Regions from separate parts of the Sus scrofa genome. Here region 2 is linked to region 1. A link is a contact called in public Hi-C data. All regions are on one chromosome and are shown on one strand. Each heading gives the region's core, a stretch centred on a gene start, on an enhancer-like site or on the middle of the called end of the contact. The rest is flanking DNA. Distances are from core to core; before and after follow the strand shown. Region 1 has its middle 370 kb from the start of MAN1A1. Region 2 has its middle 80 kb from the start of FAM184A.

Region 1 (3,520 bases), core at 485-2,984:
TAACAATTTTACTACAAGAAATGGCTTTGGAACTTTGTTTCCTGTTTCTTTTCAGTGAAGGAAAGGGTGTTATCATTTGAAATTATTCCTTGAAAAATGTATTTAGTTATTGTTCTTTTAGTCATATGTTAGAAAAATAGGTACAAAACTGCATGTACACACACACACACACACACACACAGCAAGCGCTACAGAACAGCTTTGTTAGTGAAACTTATCATTTGACTCTAATTTCCAGCTATCACATTTTGTTCCCTAAATTCATTCTCACAGGAAATAAGAAAATAGCTTTACTATGGAGAATTAACAACAGTAATTTTAGTGTGACATTTCTCTCCTATGTGTTGAAAATGGCACCAGAAGTCACCTCTGAACTGCAGACTTAGAGTCAGCTTAGGTTTTTTGATTTTTGTTTTTAATTGGTTTGTTTGCTTGCTGACTTAGGGCCATGAGTTTTCTAGTTTTTTTTTTTTTTTTTTTTTTCTTTTTCTTTTTCTCTTTGGCTGCCCTGTGGCATGAGGAGTTCCTTGGCCAGGGATCAGATCCAAGCCACAGTTGCAACCTAGGCCACAGCTTTGGCAACACTGGATCCTTAACCCACTGTGCCAGGATGGGGATCGAACCTGCATCTCAGAGCTCCAGGGATGCTGCCAATCCCATTGTGCCACAGCAGGAACTCCTCTTAGTTTCATTCTAAATGTTTAGTACTTACTGTGAGCAGTAAGAAAGAGAGGAGTCCTCTGTGCCTCATGTGTCACTTTTGTGATGAGGCAGGGTCCAAAACTCGAAGGTAAATAATAGCTTTTGCTCATCGTAACTGCTTTCAAATGTGAACATACTTTGACAGGCTAAATACATGGTTGCACATAGATTTGAATTGAACTAAATATATGCTTGGGATAGCTAAAATTCCCTGAAAATTGTGTATACATTTATGGTGTGTGTGTGCACGTGTGTGTTTAATTGTGGCAGTACTGAAAACTGATGGAGACTTGTTTTATTTATAAGAGGATCTCAGAAACAGATCTTTGGGGAGGGGGGTCGTGTGAAACTGCATATTCATAAAATTCTGTTCCCATCAGTAAAGAAGAATATTACTCTTATTCCAACTTTTCCTTACTTCGTCTTTAGAAGAAAAAGAAGGAGTAGCAGGAAGTATGAGGGTTGGGCTATGTTAGCCTTTTTATCTTTATGATGATGAGGCCACAAGTGCCTACCATTACAGTTCTGCCAGGTGCTTGAATAATATGAATCTGCTTGGATGTTTAGTGGAAATAGTGTTTTTCTTCAGAGGGAGTGTAGTTAAACTATGCACTTCCTCCAGTTCCACCGTGTTTGTTTTTGTGTAAAGATTCTTTCGAATATAGTAGGTGCTTTCTTGGTAAGCAAAGCATTCTAATATGTGAACTGCCTTGATCTTTGCTAGCTGTTCTGTGTACTAGCTGTGCTAGCGGTTAGTGTGCCAGGAACTGCAAATAAATCAAAGCTGTGATTAGTTTCCAGTGATGAGAGCACCAGTGCTCTGCCTCCTGCGTGATCATTTTTACAGCACAACTCTTATCCCTTAGTTTACTTATATCCACTAATTCATAGGCATAAGGTTAAATTACCAGTCAATGCTTTAAATTGAAAATGGGAAGGGATAAAACAGCAAAGGAAAGAAAATGTTCCAGTTTGAGAACCTCCTGCATACTGACCTGTGGTCCTTTGCAATGTTTGCTTTTGTGCAGAGAGTAAACTGATCTTTCTCTCCTGAAATGTAAAAACATGTTCAAGTAGAAGAGTAAACAGTGGGTTGCACTAGGGTCTATTTTTATTTCTGAATTAAAACTAAATTGGTTTTATCACATGTAAGAGCTCTTTTCATTTTACATTTTAAATCAAGTATTGTGACTGCTCTAAGTAGAAACCAGATAGCTTGTCAAGAGAATAATAACCTGATAAACTTCGTTTAAACAAAATAGACTCTTAGGCATAGTTATATATAAATATAACATTGTCTCCATATTTCTCACCTTATCTTAGATGATATATTCAGTAGGTGTTCAGTAGGAAGGTTTAGAGTGTAGAATTTCCTAGGCGGTCTGTGAAGTTGTTGATGTGATGTATTGGAAAAGATAATTTAGCTCTTCATCTCAGTTCTGAACTTTTTCTATTTAGCTCAGCAAGCTGGCTCCATTTCGTTTTCTTCCCCTACTCAACTGAGAAAATAGATTTGGAAATTAACTAGGTACTCTGGGTTATTTCAAAGATCAAGAAAGACAATTTTGTTTTCATTTCTCATAAATGATACATAACATTTGGAAAGTAGGAGAATGATAACTGAATATGGTCATGACAAATTTAAATATTATATTCAGGATTGAGATTGAAATGCAGCTAAGGAGGAAAATCCTATAGACGCTCAAGATCTGAGGCTTCAGAATTAACCGAATCCCCAGTGCATCTTCCTTATTGACTAGAGGAAATTGTATGGTATTCTCCTTCTTTACAAGGCTTGACAATTTATTGAATTGCTACCAAATCTTGTAGAAGGTAAGAGGAACTTCCCAGAGGCAATTATACTGCATTTTGCCACTGAAATTTTCTAAGTTTCTCCCTTGTGTGATAGGGTTTTAAATGAAACTAAGGAAAACAAAATGTTAAAATAGGCCATAATGGTCTTGCCTAGAATTTGTGCATATTTACAGGGTTTGAGATTGGTGTTGAAATGTAGATGTCTCAGAATATGGCTTAACTGACACATGACAGATGGTCCAAAGCCAGAAGAGAAAGGCTCAAGGAGAGGTGGTCAAGGGTAAGGCTGATTCTGGGAAGAGCTGAGCAGCTGTTTACTGCTTGTGTTAACACTGATCATTAGTACAGCCTCTTTTTCATTCTGCCACATTAATTTGTTATTGTTTTCACTTTTGTGATGATTCAACTAGGCTCTTTATTAGAAAGGATGATATCTGAAAAAAGGTTTATTGAAAATGCTCTGAAATTATTAGATTGAACTAAATATATTTTCAGATAGGACATTAATGCTCTGTATCACACATTAGTTTAAAAATTTGAAAATTGATTTTTTATTATCCTTTGTAATGCTGTTGAGACATGTCACTGTGTTTTGCTATTAGAATTCAATGAAAAGGGGCTCCAGAGTGGTAAGAAAGCCAAAATAGTCATCATGTGGAGTTCATGAACTGTCGATTTTGATTTTAAGATTACTGGTTACTTATCTACATATTTATTTAAGTCAACCTTATTGACTTAAAAAATGCACCCCTTTTCAGTATACATTAATAATAGGATTTTGACAAGTTTAAACCTCCTTGTAAACACTATCACAATCAACATATAGAACATACCCATCACTTTCCAAAGTTCTCTTATGTCCCTTCCCACTCAATCCATTCCACTTTAGCCAGGTAACCACTTATGTGTTTCTTATATGTTATATTTGTCATTTTTAGAGTTTCAAATTAAATGGAACCACACAGAATATTTGTAGTTCCCTTGGTTTAGTCGAGGGCTTTAT
Region 2 (3,520 bases), core at 734-3,233, 560 kb before region 1:
AGGAACATCATGATGTTAAGTGAATGTGTGGGTCCCTCTCCACCTGGCCCTCTGCATCCATTCTCCACACTTCTCTGCTGACCGTTAAGGATGAATGACATGTCCATGCTCCCCTTGCCCTCTGGCTTCCAGCTGGGTTCAGCCCCTGGGAGGAGAATCCACTCCTGGTAGGTGCTCTCTCTGCTCCCTCGTGCTGGCAGGGGGCTGAATTCCTCTACTAAGGACCCAGCTCCTGCTCAGGGCAGAGTTGGGCAGCTTTCCTGGCTCTGGCTCTCCTGGAGTTCCAGCAACAGCTTCCTCCTGTGTACTGACAGAAGGACACGTATCTGTCATGAGTTTGATGTCCTATATTCAAGAGAAAACAATCCATGGACTGGGGCGGGGCGGGGGAGTGAGGAGGATAAACTCAGAAGTAGTGGTGCACCCTTCCCGAGGGAATTTAAGCCTGAGCAAGGAGCAAGTTGTTTGGAGTATTAGAAGCGGCAACCTGGAGACAGGGCATGATTGGTCAGGGCTGCAGATCTGACCTTGTTTAGAAAGATCAAAGATGAGGTTTCCTGGTGGTTCAGCAGATTAAGGATTGGGCTTCATCGCTGATGCAGCTTGGATTCGATCCCCGGTGCCGGGGGAACTTCCTCATGCTGAAGAAAAGAAAAGAAAAATCAAGGAACGAGGAAATAAGTATAGAGCCTCGAGTTGGTTTAGCATTCTGCGGATTGGATGACCGGATGGACTGCTTTTTCTGATCAAGTGGAGCCTTTATTGGCACTTGAAAGTACAGGTTCATGTCCATAAACAGCTCTATCACTGATCCTTCAGTTACTCCTTTGGGTCCATCTGATTCCTGCTGAGACTGACTAATACAGTGCGTGCCCGGAGAAAAAAATATCGGGGAGAACCAAGGGGCTGGGAAAGGACAGGCAATACAAAAATTACAAATCACAAGGTGATTGATATACTTTGGCTCTCTGACCCACTGACTGGAATGTTTAGCAGGAAAGGCCCAACAGTTGTATTGACTAGCTCCTGTGGCTTTTTATTTTTAACAGTCTGCAAGTCTGGTCAAAAAGACATCACGCTGTGTATTCATGACCATGATTCTGGTCCACAGGTAAATGTGGACCAGCTATTAGGAGGAGTTACACATTGGAGATTTTGTCCAAAATGATGATATTAAGAACAATGATAGCAGGAGTAAGAGTGATGGCTAACATGTACTGTTTATAATATTGCTGGGCATCGTGCTAAATCTTTTCTGTATCATCTTCTTGCATCCCCACAACAGCTCCATGAAGCAAACACCCTAATTTACAATGAGGAAATCCAACTTGGAGAGGCCAAAAATTTGCTTAGGTACTCTGCCACCCCAGTCCTGCATTTGCAGCACCCCTCCCCTTTCCAAATCACGGCCACTGCCTTCCCAGGAAATCAAATACAGTTTCTCACCAGGATAGGAGAAGGTCCCCAAACTCTCATTAGAGGTGCTGAGATACCCTGTGGAATAGTGCCAGCCTCTGTTTCATGTCTCTTGCCTCCCTCAGCTGCCCTCAAAATGGGTCCCCTACCACCACCACCATCACCATTACGTTACCATTACCACAACCACAGCCACCATCATTACCACCACTGTAGCCACTTCCTCCTCCTTCTCTGGAAGCTTAAATTCTTCCAAGAAACTTCCTCATCCAATCCTGACTAAGGCGGCATTACGATGACTCCCCGTGGGTCAATTTCCTCTTTGCTGCTGCCTGTCTACACGGTCAGGTCCAGCTGCTCGGTATCTTCTTGCCCCACCCCTGCTCTGCCCCCAGGGTCTTCTCAGCCCTGGCTTTCCCCTCCCCCAGCACCACCCTATTGCTGCCTGTGTCAGTTAGAGGACTAGCCAGCTCTGTTCTCGCCCAACACAATCCTGTGCGCATCAGTCCCTCTCCTTGCCAGGCTGGGCTCCCGCGGAATTTTGGAACAAATTGACAAGTGACCACATGATGGCGCTATAAAGCTGCCAATGCTCTTGCAGAGTCGGCAAAGTGAGAAGCTCCGGAGAGTCAGGATCTGGGTTTTTCCGTTTTTGTCAACGTCAGAAAACTGAAAACTAGTAATGGTAAACAACCTCCAGAAAAATCTTAATATTATTTTGCCAAGGACTATTCCTTGTCAATGGAGTTTCTGTTTGTCACTGGCCAAACATCATCTCTCCTTTCTCAGCACACATCCTCACCTCCCAAGGCTCTCTTTGCCCTCAGTACATGTACATTTCTGTCCTAAATAGTCTGCCAGTTGCTACGAACCCAAAAATACACACACAGAGATTTAGAAAGATTAAAATGTTTTACCTAAGCAGGAGTGAAATAATTTCTCCTTTTGTTTTGGTTCATGATTATGCTAAATAGCTAGAAGTCTTTTTTTCCTCCCTTTTCACACGCGTAGCTGGGCAAATATGCACAAATAAAAAACTGCCCACATCTAGAAAAATCCCTCAGCTGCCCTGGCTGATTAGTCATTACATATTTACATAGCACAGGCAAGGTTGCCCAAGTAATCACACAAACATTTGCTATGTTCCTGTACCTTCCCTGGGGTGATTCAAATTCTTAGGAACTGAGATTTGTTTTGTGCTCACTTTTAAAAACAGCATGGGCAAGATTTACTTGAACTTCTTATTTTTTATGTGGCCAATTGATATCCTAATGTCCTTTGAGGTCTGTGTCAAAGACAGCAAAACGCAGTGGGAGAAATACATCTTCAGGATCTAGGTTGGGGAGGGGAATGACCTGAATCCTGGCTCCATCCTTACTTTATTTGTGACATTGGCCAAAAGTTCTCAATGTCTTTGACCTTTAATCTGCGTCTCTGTGAACCGGGGTAAAGAGAAAATGACTTCCGAGGTTGTTTGGGGGGATTCAGTGAGATAAGGTACATATGCCTAGGTGTTCCATCATTAGTAGCTAGCACTCCTGCAAGTAGATAGGACGATCACAGAGCATAACCTATGGTCTGGTGACTGAAATGCTGGGAAAGTGCCTCATGCTCTTGGGAAACCCCATATGGTGATGAAGAGCATCGTTGTTTGAGTCAAACTGTTAGATTCAAACCCTCGTTCTGCCATTTTTGTGCAGTAGATGAATTTGGAAAAGGTAAACAAATCTTTTCAAGCCTCCATGTCCCAGTTTATCCTAGTGACCATTACGGCCCTTACGACACTGAACGAGGTAATACACGGACTGTAGGTTGAATTGTGTCCCCCCAGTAATGCCCAAGTCCTAATCCCCAGTACCTGAAAAGGTGACCCTTATTTAGTAATAGGGTCTTTGAAGATGGTCCAGTTAAGATGACATCGTTAGGAGGGCCTTAATCCGAGACAACTGGCATTCTCACAAAAAGAGGAAATTTGGACAAAGATGCTCACACAGGGAGAATGCCAAGTGCAGATAAAGGGAGAGATGGGGTGATGCATTATAAGCCAAGGATGCCACATGTGGCCAATACACCCCCAGGAGCCAGGAGAGTGGCACAGAACAGA

What was found. Hi-C and Micro-C count contacts between places; a contact is called where the count stands out from the background.
Region 2: a Hi-C map of liver shows a contact between it and region 1, with 6 times the contacts expected there. The contact joins two enhancer-like sites. A contact is called at or near these places in 5 of 47 Hi-C or Micro-C datasets (embryonic fibroblasts, epiblast stem cells and liver).

Annotation. Positions count from the first base shown.
Region 1 is chr1:42,362,310-42,365,829 of Sscrofa11.1, reverse strand. No RefSeq gene overlaps it. Among named protein-coding and RNA genes, the nearest start is that of MAN1A1, 370 kb to the left of the region's middle. Within about 2 kb of position 1,734, at least 3 of the 83 cell types and tissues checked have an H3K27ac peak or open chromatin away from gene starts, as enhancers often do. A contact at or near this core is called in liver, where this site is marked.
Region 2 is chr1:42,922,169-42,925,688 of Sscrofa11.1, reverse strand. No RefSeq gene overlaps it. Among named protein-coding and RNA genes, the nearest start is that of FAM184A, 80 kb to the left of the region's middle. Within about 2 kb of position 1,983, at least 21 of the 83 cell types and tissues checked have an H3K27ac peak or open chromatin away from gene starts, as enhancers often do. A contact at or near this core is called in liver, where this site is marked.